3 separate regions of the Mus musculus genome follow, and all the other regions are linked to region 3. A link is a contact called in public Hi-C and HiChIP or PLAC-seq data. All regions are on one chromosome and are shown on one strand. The core of a region is the stretch at or near the end of the contact, and the rest is flanking DNA. Distances in the headings are between cores, read along the strand shown. Region 1 holds the start of 1810062G17Rik (RIKEN cDNA 1810062G17 gene). Region 2 holds the start of Trpc3 (transient receptor potential cation channel, subfamily C, member 3). Region 3 holds the start of Bbs12 (Bardet-Biedl syndrome 12 (human)).

Region 1 (4,258 bases), core at 1,294-3,793, 840 kb before region 3:
CATACTGTATCACCAAATGCAAGATACAAAACACTACCCTAATCTGAGATATTTTAAGGAAGTGGTTTACTTATGTGCTTTCCAAAGATTACTGACAAAGCCACTGAAAAGCTCAGCGTGCTACAGTGTTTCCAATACTACCTATAAAGAGTGGATATAGTGAAAAATAGTTGATTGAGAAGCTGCAAGCTGGCTGCGGTGGCACGGTTGCGGTGGCACGGTTGTCATTTCCGGGCTTGGGAGGCTGAGGCAAGGGGGTCTCACAGAAAGAGGAAGCCTACCCTTCCAAACCAACCTGGGCTGCACATCAGGACCTTGTCAAAACCAAAACACTGGAGACATCCCTGGGAAATTTACAAGCTATTTAAGAGTAAGCCAAATAGGCAAGGATGGAGGGGTTGTTCTATGAGGCTTGATAATCACCATGTCTATCACCACACCAACATATGAAAATAAACTCCTCAGAGGAGTAAAGCTAATCCCACAAAAAAAAAAAAAAAATGCACTTTATTGCTGAAGAACCTAAATCCAAGGTCCCCTTGAGGTAATATGAGCAAACTATCTATTCATGTGCAAACCCAGAGAATGGCAACACTGTACACTGTATAAACTCAATAGCGTTACCAAATCATCTTAATCCCTCCACAGCCTCTTGGGAAGAGTCATGAAATCTTATCCAATGGTACTAAAGCAAGCAAGCTAGTTAACTGGTGAGAAAGGGAAGGAGGGAGGGAAGGAGGGAAGGAGGGAGGAAGGAAAGGAGGGAAGGAGGGAGGGAGGGGGGGAGGGAGGGAGGGAAGAAGGGGGAGAAGGAGAGAAGGAGGGAGGGAAGGGAGGGAAGGAAGGAAGAAGGGGGAAGGGGAGAGAGGGAGGAAGGGAGGGAGGGAGGGAGGGAGGGAGGGAGGGAGGGAGGGAGGGAGAGGAAGAGAGAGATCGAGTGTGTGAGTGTGTGTGTGTGTGTGTGTGTGTGTGTGTGTGTGTGTGTGTTTTCAGGCACACTGAGTAGGCTGAAACACTTATTTAAAAGATTGTCCAGACTCTGAACAGGTCAGTCACATTGGCAAGATTAAATTAGTTTCATTCAGGATGAAAGCTTTGTTGTTTTGTTTGTTGAGGCCGCCTGTTAAAGCCAAGGCCCTTGATGACCAAAGATGATCTTTCACTCCTGATCCTCCTGCCTCTACCTCCCAAGATGTGGGATTCCAGGTATAACCACTTTGCCTCAGGGCGGAATATTTTAGGTATGATAACTTCTTCACATGACCAGCTTTGAAAAATTACTACATACGCTGGGCGGTGGTGGTGAAGGCTTTTAGTTCTAGCCCTCAGCAGAGGCAGTCTGTGAGTTCGAGGCCAGCCAAGGCAACACAGAGGAACCCTAGCTTGGAAAACAAAACAAAACAAAACAAAAATCAACTTTTCTTTGCTACAGTCTTGAAAAATACTAAGAGATCTCCTAAAACAATGACAACAACAAAAACCTATTCGGAAGTCAACTTCTGAAAGAATCCCAAGGCAAATTCAATTCAGAACTCGTTTTGCCAGTTCATTACTTTGGAAACCCAGCTTTTTGGTTCACTGCCTTTAGCAGAAAAAGAGAAAGAAAAGGCACAGTCGGTTCCTGTTAAATAAGTTGCGCCTTGCGCTGGAAAAAGCTCCCCTGAAGCACCATGGAGATTGCCCACGCACACCCAGTATTCAAACACAGGAAACTGCGGGAAAAATAAAAAAATAGGGGAAGCCAAAGGGCGTTCTCCTCACATGACCAAGAGAACTGTTCCTGCTCCGGATCTAATTTTGGCAACTCTGGATTTGGGGCGGCCTGATTCACATGCACCGGGGAGAAACACCGGCTGGTTCCGGACACTCCGGGGCGAGGGAGAAAACAGGAGAGCGCACACGGAGGGGGACACCCAAGAGGTCACAGAGAGGACACAGAGCGGGACACAGATGGGAAAGGCGAAAACCAAGAGACTGCGAAGGCAGCTGCCTTCAGAGAGGGTCCCGATCGCCCTGGTCGCGGTCACACGGCTTACCATGATGCTGTCGGTCAGGAGTGGACTGGAGCTGCAGGGAGAGGGGAAAAGAGAGACAGGGTCACTGGAGCTCTGGTCCCCTGACCCCAAAAGGGCCCTGAGCCCTTGGTGGAGGAGTCGCTCCCGGGACTACGGCCACTTACCAGGCAGTAGAGCGCAGGCTGCGGGTGAGAGCAGGACCGATGCACACGCCAAAGGACAAGGCAGTACTCTTCACAACTCCGTGCAACGGAAACGCCCTGGGCAGCCCAGCCTAGCCCGACCTGGCCCCGCCACGCCACGCCCCTGCCAAGATCACACACCCACCAGGGTCCCGCCCCCAGAGACGCTGCACTATAAGCCCCGCCTTGTCCCAGGCAGCTGCCACATCCCTGGATACGGTACTTTCCTCAGACAAGGCCACCCCCCTACCATGGCCACCTCCCTAATTAGGTCCCAGCCCGGGCCGCGCCCCCATCAGGACACGCCCTGCCACGTCCTAGCCTCTATGCTCCTGCGCCTGCGTGGGGCTTTTCGCTCACTCTTCGCTACGCTGGAGGCGCTGCAGGCCCAGGGGTCTGGGTGTGTCTAGAGAGTTAGGGACTGTCACAGCGGCACCTCACAGCGTCTTGCACCGCACTCTAAGCATGGGACAGTGAGGACCTTTTCCAGACTGCTTTCCAAGTGTTTCGTGCTAGTGTTTGCCTCTGGATGTCCGTGTAGCTGATGGGCAGCTCTTTTAAGAGCTGTACCTGGCAGTGTCAAAGCCTCAGAGCGGAAATGGTTTCACTTCCAAACTCAGCCTGTAACTTCAAAGACCCCAGGTGCAAGGTGACTAAGATGGAGCTTCCCCGCCCCCCCCCCGCCCGCCCCCAGGCCTAAAGACGCTGCAAAAGGATCGCGGATGTTCTAGAAGGATCAAAATCAGGTTTTTGAGCAAGAAGAAGCTAACCGAGGGTGGGGGTTGGGGGAGCCTTGCCACATGCTGAGTCTGGCCCTGATAGGTAGACTGATGGTTTTCTGGAAAAGCAGACAAAACTGCCGCTGAGGAGGGGAAGCCTGCCATTTTCCCTTGTGTACCCTTGTCCTATTGCTTTTCCTGTTCATGCGCCCCCTTCTCTGGGGACCTAGCCGCTCCCACAGCCTTAGACATTCCAGCACCTCTCCCAGGGAATTGTAATTTCTAGACTACTTTGGTTTTTGTTTTGTTTTGTTTTGTTTGCCTACACTAAGGGATCCTCTCACTTGACCCTTCAAGTACGGTTATGACTTCGATGCAACCATTTCCCTGCCTCCTCGCCCCCGCATTCCTTTAAGGCCCACCTATCTCTCAGTCGCTCACACTTATCTACTTTCTTTCTACTAGCATCTCCTTCAGTCTTTGACCTAAGTATTTTTTTTTCTTACATCTACTCAACTCCGTGTCCTCCTTCTCTGGAGTTAAGACCGCAGAAGCCTGTTTAACAGTGCTGTGGAAAACTGCCTTACGGCTGGCAGTGACTAGTGATCCGCCCTGCAGCCAAGGAGTAACATAAATTATTAGACCCAGACCTTTGATCTTCCCCAGCAAATGTTGCCTTTACATCCTATTACAATTAGCTTATTCACCTGGACCCCAGTCTGGAGGAGCAAGCTGACTTTCCGTGTTGAAAGGCAGAGCTCATGCATGAGAGGGCAGAGGAACACTATTTCCCAAGAAGGCTTTTCAGAAGCCTTTCCTACTAGAGGGAAGGAAGCCTGACTGAATGCTATTGAGTGTTCTGAGCACCTAGGAGACATTCATAAAATGGCCTACCTTAATATTCTAAATATAGCGTAGCACTGAGGAGAGGGCACACTGTGAAAGAAAGCACGAGATGCTGTAACTTGGTTTCTTACAAGCAATAGAATTTTATTTCTCAGCTGTTTGGAAGCTGGAAAATTCAAGATCAAGGCTCTGCACATTCAGGGTCTGGTGAGGGTCGGCTTCCTCAGAGAACCTCATCTCACTGAAGCATCACATGGCACAAGATGCTCACTGGCCTCTGAAGCCTCCTTTATCAGGGCATTACTCCCAATCACAAAGTGGAATGTCCATAATTTAACGCTTCTTAAAAGCAATCCTATGATCTTGGAAGCTGGGTTTTCAGCATATCAGTCTGGGAGTGATTCACCAGATGACATCTTCAGAACGGTGTCTGGAGCCACTATGCTAACAGCCTGTGGATGTGTTGTCCAAGAACTTAAAAGCAGAGACTCTGGAG
Region 2 (4,232 bases), core at 480-2,979, 620 kb before region 3:
GATCCATGAAGTGACCCAGCCCTCTCGACTTTAAAAATAAAGACCACACACTTGTTGCACGGTGTAAAGTCACCAGATGTGGCAGAGGAGTGACCTCAGCAGTCAGGTAGTGAGCCTCTGGTAGAACTCACTCCCGGGCTTTGTGTAACTGACTTCAAACTTCAGAAGGGAGAGCCATAATTTCGAATCTACCTTACTTCCACAGATAATCAAGTTCCCTATGTACCAGTTATTTAAGGTAATAGAAGAATTTCATAAAAATCAAGAAACTATACAAGTTCATAAAACCCAGTTTATGGGTTTTATGGAAACAGAAATAAAGCGGATAGTGTGAAACTTTAGAGGGTGGAAGTGAGCTGACAGGGATGTAATACCAAAGGATGAGCCTTCTCTCCATTTCCGGGGCCATTTCCATGTCCATTCACAGTCTCTGACTTCCTCCCGGGTGCGTAGCAGATTTTAAATCAGGACCCTTCCGGAATGATTGCTGTTTATGTTCCCTGCCAGCCTATTAAGTCCAGTCTGGCCTGGCCTGAGTTCTCCACCGGTCCAACCTCCCCAAGCCACAGATCCTGCAGCAGACAGACTTTGGGCAGCAGGCGGCGCTGCAGAGCCCGTCCCCCCGACAGGAAAGCCACAAGCCCACTGGCCCGGAGGAGCCACGACCGAAATGGGTCCCCACGTCCCAACCCCTTCCTCTCAGGACACTCTTCCCGCACGCGCAGCGCATCGCCGAGGGAAGTAGAGCAGTGCCCTCAGCATCTTTGCCTCTGGAAGCTGGCCCGGCGCTGTATTGTTCGAATGAACAGGTTCTTTTCTCAATCATTTGGTTGCTAACTGCTACTTTTGCAGAGGAAAAGAGAAACAACAGAGACGTGGAGAAGGAAAAAGTCAGAACTGGAGGGAAGGGGGAAGAGTCACCGGCCCTGAGCCTTCTGGGACCCATCGTCCAAGTTGGCCCTAAGAGACTGACTGTCAGAGCCACTGCCCTCGGGTTTGGGTGTGAGCACGCACACCTACAGGGAAGCTTTCATCTCACTCAGTGCACCCCGCACAGCACTGTGCCCCGCTGAGCCCCGTCCTCCAGCCTCCACGGCGAGCTGGAGAGGCATAGGGGGACCAGCCGCAGGTCCTGTGCACACAAAACGGTCCAGGACCTCCGGGTAGCTCCGGGTTCGAGTCCCAAATCCTAGCCCAGGTGGCCTCGTTCTCTCTCCCCGAGCCCCGCCGTCGGTGATGGTCCACGGGCAGTGCATGCATGCACGTGAGCCTGGCCCGGCCCCGCTTAGCGCCGCGCTTAACCAGTCCGGATCCCGAGCCTGGTCCCACCCGCCCCGCTCGGCCGCGCTCGGGTACTCACGCGTCGGGCCCCGGGGACGGCGGCGCGCGCGGGCAGGGCGGCTCCAGCCCGCCGTTGACGCCCCTCCAGCCCCGGCGGCGGCGCTGCGACTCGCCTCCCTCGGCCTCGCCATCCTCCTCCTCCTCCGGAGCGGGCAAGGTCACCCTCGCGGGCTCCCGGCACTTCTTGACCTTGGTGGACATAGCGGCCAAGCTCCCTGCCGCCCGCAGTCAGCAGCCCAGCTGCCCCGGGTCAAGCACCGGGCCCGCGGAGCTGGGGACGCCCGGGCGGAGCGCGCGACCTGCAGCGGAGCTTGGGGTCCGCGGCCGCGCTGCCGGCTGTGCGCGGTCTGCCGGCCCGACAGCATCGCGGCGAGACGGCGCGGTTTCCCTGCGAGGAGAGGGAGGAGGGGGGAGGAAGGAGGGATGGGAGGAGGGGAGACCAGTCCCTCGCAGACAGCGCTGTGCAGGAATCAGACAAACCAGCAGGTGGGGAGCTGAGAAACAGCAGAAACTTCCCTCCACCCTCCTTTTTTACCAGAGACCCAGAACCCTCATGCATCTGTAGACACAAGTGTCCTAGGAAAGGAAATGGAATACTCGACCTGTTAGGTTTTTTTAATGCACGCTCAGCTATCTAGATTTTTCAAAGCAAAGCATTGCTAGTTTCCCATTGTCAGGCTTAGCAGAATCCACAGGGGTTTAAGTGCGGTTCCTGGGTCCCTGTGCCTCACAGCCAGTCAATTTCTAAACGTGTGGGATGCTAACTCGAGTTCTGTACTTTTCAAGAAGCGTTTTTCAAGGGAGAAAATTGTTCGTTTTTTGTTTGTTTGTTTTTGAGACAAGGTCTTATTCTGTGGCCCAGGATGGCATGGAAGTCAGCATCTGGCACAGGCTGGTCCACACCTCACAGCAATTCTTCCGTTTCGGCCTCCATAAATTACAGCAGCAGGTGCACATATGTGTGCTGGGGTGTGAGAGACCAGAGGTCAAACTCTGCTAGTCTTCCTTAGGTCATCCACCTTGGTTTTTGTTTGTTTGTTTTGTTTTTATTTTTTTGAGACAGAAGCTTTTTCTGGAACCTAGGGGTTCCTGGATTAGACTAGACTAGGTTGTGGGCCAGCAAGCCACAAATCTGTCTATCTCTACCTCCCCAGCTTGTGCCAACACAGAAGGTTTTAAAGAGGGTGCAGGGAATGGAACTTGCCCCTCCTCCATTATTTTTAAAACTTAAGGGAATGCACTTTGAAATTCAAGGTCACTCAAATTTCGGGGATGAAGGGTTACAGAGTATGATCAATGAGAATTTTAGGGAGCAGAGAACCGAGGTGTAACTCCACTCAGACCCAAACAGTATTCAAGACTTTCTGTTACGTCAGTCAGGCAGATGCCTTCGCAAAGGCATACTGGGAAAATCACAGAAATACCAGCTGAGCTCGGTTAAGACAAGGGAGGTTAGTTCACTGCTAGCATTATTTAGTGGCTACTGTGCTTCATGGAGAAATGGTTCTCTCCGAACTCAAGACACAAAAGTACGGAACTGTGGCTCCCTTTCGCGTAGCTCTTCAAACGCACATAAAGTGCTGTGGATCCCTTGCACTGGCAGTATGCAAGCAAAGGTTCAAGGAAGCACTGGCGTTTTTTGATCCCTGCTTCGGGAAGATGGGAACGTTTGGAAATTGCTTCATGTGCTACTTCATAGGAAAGTGTTAATTTCCACAACCGAGTTACCAGATCCCCTTTGATTCCATCTTTGAAGAGACTTCACAGAAGACCCCCTGTGCACTTCAGTAGCTCTACCTCCAGCCAGGCTCTCGTGGTCCTCCCGGCTTCTGTAGCATACCTCTTCCCTAAGATGGAGATTTTGTTCAAACAAAGTCTGATCATGACTGTTCTCTATTAAAACCAACAAACAAGCAAACAAACAAAACAAACCCACTGGTGACTCCTGCTTTCATTTTAAAAATCCAAATCTGTCGTGTGTCTTAGGGTTTTATTGCTGTGAACAGACACCATGACCAAGGCAACTCTTACAAGGATAACATTTAATTGGGGCTGGCTTACAGGTTCAGAGGTTCAGTCCATTATCATCAAGGTGGGAACATGGCAGCATCCAGGCAGGCATGGTGCAGGAGGAACTGAGAGTTCTACATCTTCATCTGAAGGCTGCCAGCAGAATACTGGCTTCCAGGCAGCTAGGATGAGGGTTTTATAGCCACACCCACAGTGACACACCCACTCCAACAAGGCCACACCTACTTCATACAAACCATCACATTATGCAAGCCTTCTGTGACTTGACCCTAACTCTCCAGCGTCTTCTCTTGCTCTGCATAATGGACACATCTGTACGTAACTCCTGTCCTGTACCACCAACATCAAGGTCACTTTCCCGTTTCCCTGTCTCTGTGTCATTTACCTACACTGAACTGTCTTATTATTCACCCACCTTCTATTCTCCCCCAAAGAGCCAGAGAGAGGTGGCCTCTAGTCTGACAGTCTCTGATGTCCATCTGGAGTCCCAAGAGATCCAGGAGATCCTGAGTGTCTCTTGTGTATGAGATCCCATCCTTCAAGTTAACTCCTGTGTGCTGGTCTCCTGTTTGAACTTCACGTTCCTTCTTGGTTTTGCTATTTGAAAAACCCATCTTCTGTCATTGCCATTTAACCGAGTCCATTGTGCACAGGATGAAGACAGCACATGCTGAATGAGTTGACAAGTTCACGGGTTTCTAAAATTTACACATCAAATTCATGACCTGGTCTTCTAAGGCTCTGGGGGTGCAGGAGTCCCAAGTATTTGTTAACAGAGTCTACCATAGCAACATTTCAAAGATGGAGTGGCTTAAACAACCAAAATGTATTGTCTCATATCAGGGGCTGAAAGTCCAAGT
Region 3 (4,273 bases), core at 95-2,594:
GTAGTTTAATGATAACGCCATTCCTTTCCCCTCTACTCTTTTTCTCTCTCTCCTATCTAGCATTAGAGGGTTTAAAGAGTAGGAAAGAGTGGAAGAGAAAAGAACCCACAAAGCAGCAAACAGCACAGGGGCATGCATACTAGAACACAATCATCCTGCACCACAAAAACACAAAAGTAAAAAACCCTGGTTATGGTGAACGTCTGCTCCACAGATACGCATGAGAATGTTTGACCAATTATGCGGATACACCCAACATGTGGAAGATGAAGGATCTGTCTGCTGTTTGCTTCTTTATGTCACCAAAGTAGGTCACAGAATCACTGTAGATTCTCCTCTCTGCAAGTGGAGTGGGGAAGCCCTGGAGGTGGCTGAGGATCTAAGTGGCCTATTGGCTGTGGTCACTTCGGATTCTTGGTTCTAGAGCTGCAGATTCTGATGAGTGGTCTTCTAGAGCCTAGGGCAGCCACCTGAGTCACCATTTTTTTTTTCAGCAAGAAGTCAGTGACCCTTTAAGTGGCCTGAGTTGATGAGCCTGAGTGGTCTTCTAGAGCCTAGGGCAGTCACCCGAGTCACCATTTTTTTCAGCAATAAGTCAGTGACCCTTTAGCTTTGAGTGGCCTGAGTGGTCTTCTAGAGCCTAGGGAAGTCACCTGAGTCATCATTTTTTTTTTTTTTTTTCAGCAAGAAGTCAGTGACCCTTTAGCTTTGAGTGGCCTGAGTTGATGAGCCCCTGGCCATCAGGATTGAGTCAGTGGGCCCCTTCCTCTCCGTGAAAGAATTGCTGGTCCCCTGATCATCAGTGGTTAGCTAGGTACCCCACTTCCAGTCAGCAGATGAGTTGGTGGCTCCCTGACCCTCAGTGGTTCCTGTTCCTTCAGCGGCTGAGTTGATGGCCCGCAGGATGTTGGTGGCCCGAGGTTGATGGCCTCTGCTATGCTCGCTTCCCTGTCTTGAAGTCTGTCTGCAGTGGTCTCCGTGCCCCAGGGTCGTATCTCTTTATCGCTGGGCCAACCCTCATAGACTGCAGGCGTTGGTGGATAAATGGAAAGGGAGACCCATCTCTGTTCTCCCTGGCTTAGCTACTAAAGATCCTGACACGGAAGGCAGTAAGCTGGGAAGAACACCAGGGTCCCACAGCACTCACCATATCCCCTCCCTGCGCCCCTGCCCGCGCCCGCGCAACAGCCGCTCTCCCCTCCGCGGCCCGCGTTTGCTCCCGACAGGCGGTTGCTATAGCAGCGCTCAGCGCGCAAGCCCGCCCACCAGCTTCCGTGATTGACGACCATTGCGCCCAATGGAAAGACAAGAGAGCTCTGACCGCGCTCAAGCAGGCGGGACTGGCTGGGTTCCGGCGCTGTGCAGATCCGCGCGTGGTGAGGAGGGTCGTGGACCCTAGGGGCAGGAAGCCAGGGAGGGTGGGGGCGAGTGCTCCGTCACGCGTGTCCCCAGACTCTTTACACACCGGGCCAACAGCCCTGCGGCCTTCCGGCCCAGAGCCGCCCGAGGGCGCGCGGCGGCATGGAGCCCGAGAGGTGGGTGGGTGGGGGCGTCCTTGCGGGGCGGGACGCCAGCCTGGGACCGAGGACGGCGTGGGCCTTCTCCTGGGCTGAAAACAGTGCAAAGCAATCTTTTCCTAGTGTGCTGAGTAAAACGTGGCGCATTCCCAAAGCCGCTGCCTCACGTCGCAGACACTCAGGTTGTAATCCTTAAATCTCCTTAGGTTCCTGGGGTAAGTTTGTCCTTATGGTAGAAGCCAGTTTTCCTGCCTTAAGTTTTCCCAATGGGAACTCAAAGGATGTAAAGTCATAATATTTTGTGAGTGAAGTAAAGTATTAAATCATTTACCTATAATCTATTGGTTTTTTTTCAAGGCACGTATCGCATCCGAAAAGTTACACTTGGACAGTTTTCAGAGTCATAATTAATACTAATTTTAAATAGATTTCTGAAACCCAGAAACGAATATTAGTCAGACAGATAGGCAGGCATTCCCGCGCTCATACACACAAACACACACACCGGGGTGGGGGGGGGGAGGAGAGGGGGGTGGAAGCTGCCTTTTAGACATTCCTGAATATCATTTGATCTGATGACTATCAAAAGGCTGCTAAACCTAAATAAATCTTACATCACCATGATTTAGGAATTTGGATGTTCTAGTGTTAGAGGTTATGGTTTATGATAGGTTAAAGATAGCTTAGGCAGTAGGTTCCTTGAAGAAGAACATTCCAGAAAGAGGGACACTTAGAAATACTGAGACAGGGAGCATGCTTTGCATAGTCTAAAAGCACAGAGAAGGCCTGAGCACAGCAGATGAGTCAGAAAGGAAGAAGTGTGGGTTTTCGTGCTGTGTGGGGACAAGGCCTTTATGTGAGTGAGTTAGGGAGACTTTGTAAGATTCTCAGTACAGAAGTGAAAGGATGTGACTCACTTTTATAGGAACTCCCTGTGCTAAACAGGAGTAAAGACTATTTTCTGAGAGGCTGCTAAGCAGTGGAGTGTTGTGGTTAGATTATAGTGTTAGGAGTAGACTGGAGAGGACACCAGACTTAGTTCTGAGGAGATGAAAATCCTAGTTATACCTATCAAAAAAACGCAGAGCTTTTAAACGTAACCCCTGAAAAGCAAATGAGATGTGATCTTATGAAAAGACAATTTCTGAAGTCAGTATGCCATTTACATAATCTGACTTTGCTCTCCCGTGGCAGATAGAAAGCTAAGGAAACAGTCTGACGAGCAACAGAACTGACCTGTTTGTGGAAGGCATTAGTGCCAGTCACAGCAGAACAAAAATCAGGTTGTGTTAGTGCCGTGCCAAGAACAGTTACCAGAGGTGCCTGGTCACTTTGGAAATTGCCCATCTTCCCATCCCTGTTACTGCCATTGCTGTTTCACATCCAACCTCTTAGAAAATAAGACATTTTGAGTTGTATTACTAATAGCCTATTGGAGTCTCTTCAGAATCATTTAGAAATCTTCCCAAGTTAGGGATGCTAAGATACTTCTTCAGTTTCTAGTCAAAATTGAAATAGAGTCTTCAAATGTTAAAAGATCTCTTGTGAGTATTAATTTTGATATCTGTTGTATAAGACTTTTCTTGCAGATTGTTGAAATCCATCCTTTTATCTGGGAAAACCTTTTTTAACATAATTCAATACAGACTGAGTTTGAAATACCTATGGGTTTTTCCAGTTGTTTTGGATTATTTCTCACTCACAGACTTGATTCTTACCATTTAAACATACTCTAGAAAGGAGACCAGAACTCTTAATGCCACCCCCCTACCCACCCACAACAAATGATAAACATCTTTAAGGACTTAGGAGGCAAAGGGTTTGAAAGAGTAAAATGAAGATTTCTAAGGAAGAGATGATAAGTTACTGTCACACTGAAAGTGAAACAAAACATAGTTGATACAGTAGATAGCATAAACTTGGCAGTAGTTATATGGAGTTTTACCCTTTTATTTAATAGGAGATTTTGTGTCTGTTATTCAGTAATCATGCTTTAGTTTCCACAAATAGGTTAATTATTTTAATGCCAACCTTACATTTTTATTGTGATTTCATTTGTAATATGTGTCAAGTCTGTTGTATAAGGTAAACTCGAAAGTTTTAGCAGTGAAAAACAGCCAGACTCTTCTTCATGTCCTTTTTCCTTATTAATTAATTAATTAATGTATTCACTTTACATCCCAATATCAGCCCCCATCTCCTCCCAATATCCCCTCACACAGATCCTCCCCATGCTCTGGTCCCCTTCTCTGAGGAGGGGGAGTCCCCTCCACTTGGTATCTTCGCCCTGCTCATCCAGTCACTGCTCCAGTGGTTGGGGGGCTGCATGCAGCCAGACTTTTAAACATGTCCTTTCAACATTTTGTTTTTATTAACTAGGTACTCATGAAGGGAGAGAGAGACTGCTGGCTCCAAAGAAATCAGCGTATAGCAAATTACAAATACAAATGTAAAGAAAGGAACATTTAAAACACAGATTTCTCGGCTTCAAACTTACCAGAAAGTTACGGTTTTTATAACTGCATGGTATTGGCACAAAATGCTTACTTCTTCCAATACAGTTGAATTCACAGCCCAGAGATAAACCCATGTATGTATAGCAAGTTGATTTTTGATAAAGGTACTAAGAACATGCAAGAAAAGGAATAGTTGATTCAACAGGTGGTATCAAACAGCTGGACACCCACATGTGAAAGGACCTCTGCCTTACACCATATGTGAAAATAAGTCCCAAGTCAATCATTAAATAATCTATA

The links. A called contact is a pair of places that touch in the nucleus more often than the background predicts. HiChIP or PLAC-seq counts read pairs in DNA pulled down with a chosen protein or histone mark.
Region 1: a contact with region 3 is called in a Hi-C map of CD8 T cells, with 3 times the contacts expected there. The contact joins the promoter of 1810062G17Rik here to the promoter of Bbs12 in region 3. A contact is called at or near these places in 1 of 484 Hi-C or Micro-C datasets (CD8 T cells), 1 of 115 datasets of contacts at active chromatin or transcription factors (bone marrow-derived dendritic cells) and 2 of 9 other capture datasets (adipose tissue and liver).
Region 2: a contact with region 3 is called in an H3K4me3 HiChIP or PLAC-seq map of embryonic stem cells, with 7 times the contacts expected there. The contact joins the promoter of Trpc3 here to the promoter of Bbs12 in region 3. A contact is called at or near these places in 5 of 39 promoter capture datasets (the HPC-7 cell line, cranial neural crest, embryonic stem cells and 2 more), 1 of 484 Hi-C or Micro-C datasets (embryonic stem cells) and 4 of 115 datasets of contacts at active chromatin or transcription factors (astrocytes, embryonic stem cells and stem cell-derived neural progenitor cells).

Annotation. Positions count from the first base shown.
Region 1 is chr3:36,473,394-36,477,651 of GRCm38.p6, forward strand. 1810062G17Rik (RIKEN cDNA 1810062G17 gene) reads left to right here and starts at 2,544. Exons shown (of 3, transcript NM_028183.1): 1 at 2,544-2,846. The coding sequence starts at 2,742. It overlaps Anxa5 (annexin A5), which reads right to left and starts at 2,494. Exons shown (of 13, transcript NM_009673.2): 1 at 2,180-2,494; 2 at 2,037-2,067. The coding sequence starts at 2,039. Mir7009 (microRNA 7009) reads right to left here and starts at 2,131; the gene lies at 2,068-2,131.
Region 2 is chr3:36,688,438-36,692,669 of GRCm38.p6, forward strand. It overlaps Trpc3 (transient receptor potential cation channel, subfamily C, member 3), which reads right to left and starts at 1,730. Exons shown (of 12, transcript NM_019510.2): 1 at 1,361-1,730. The coding sequence starts at 1,542.
Region 3 is chr3:37,311,210-37,315,482 of GRCm38.p6, forward strand. Bbs12 (Bardet-Biedl syndrome 12 (human)) reads left to right here and starts at 1,345. Exons shown (of 2, transcript NM_001008502.2): 1 at 1,345-1,376. It overlaps Cetn4 (centrin 4), which reads right to left and starts at 1,237. Exons shown (of 5, transcript NM_145825.2): 1 at 1,148-1,237. The coding sequence starts at 1,150.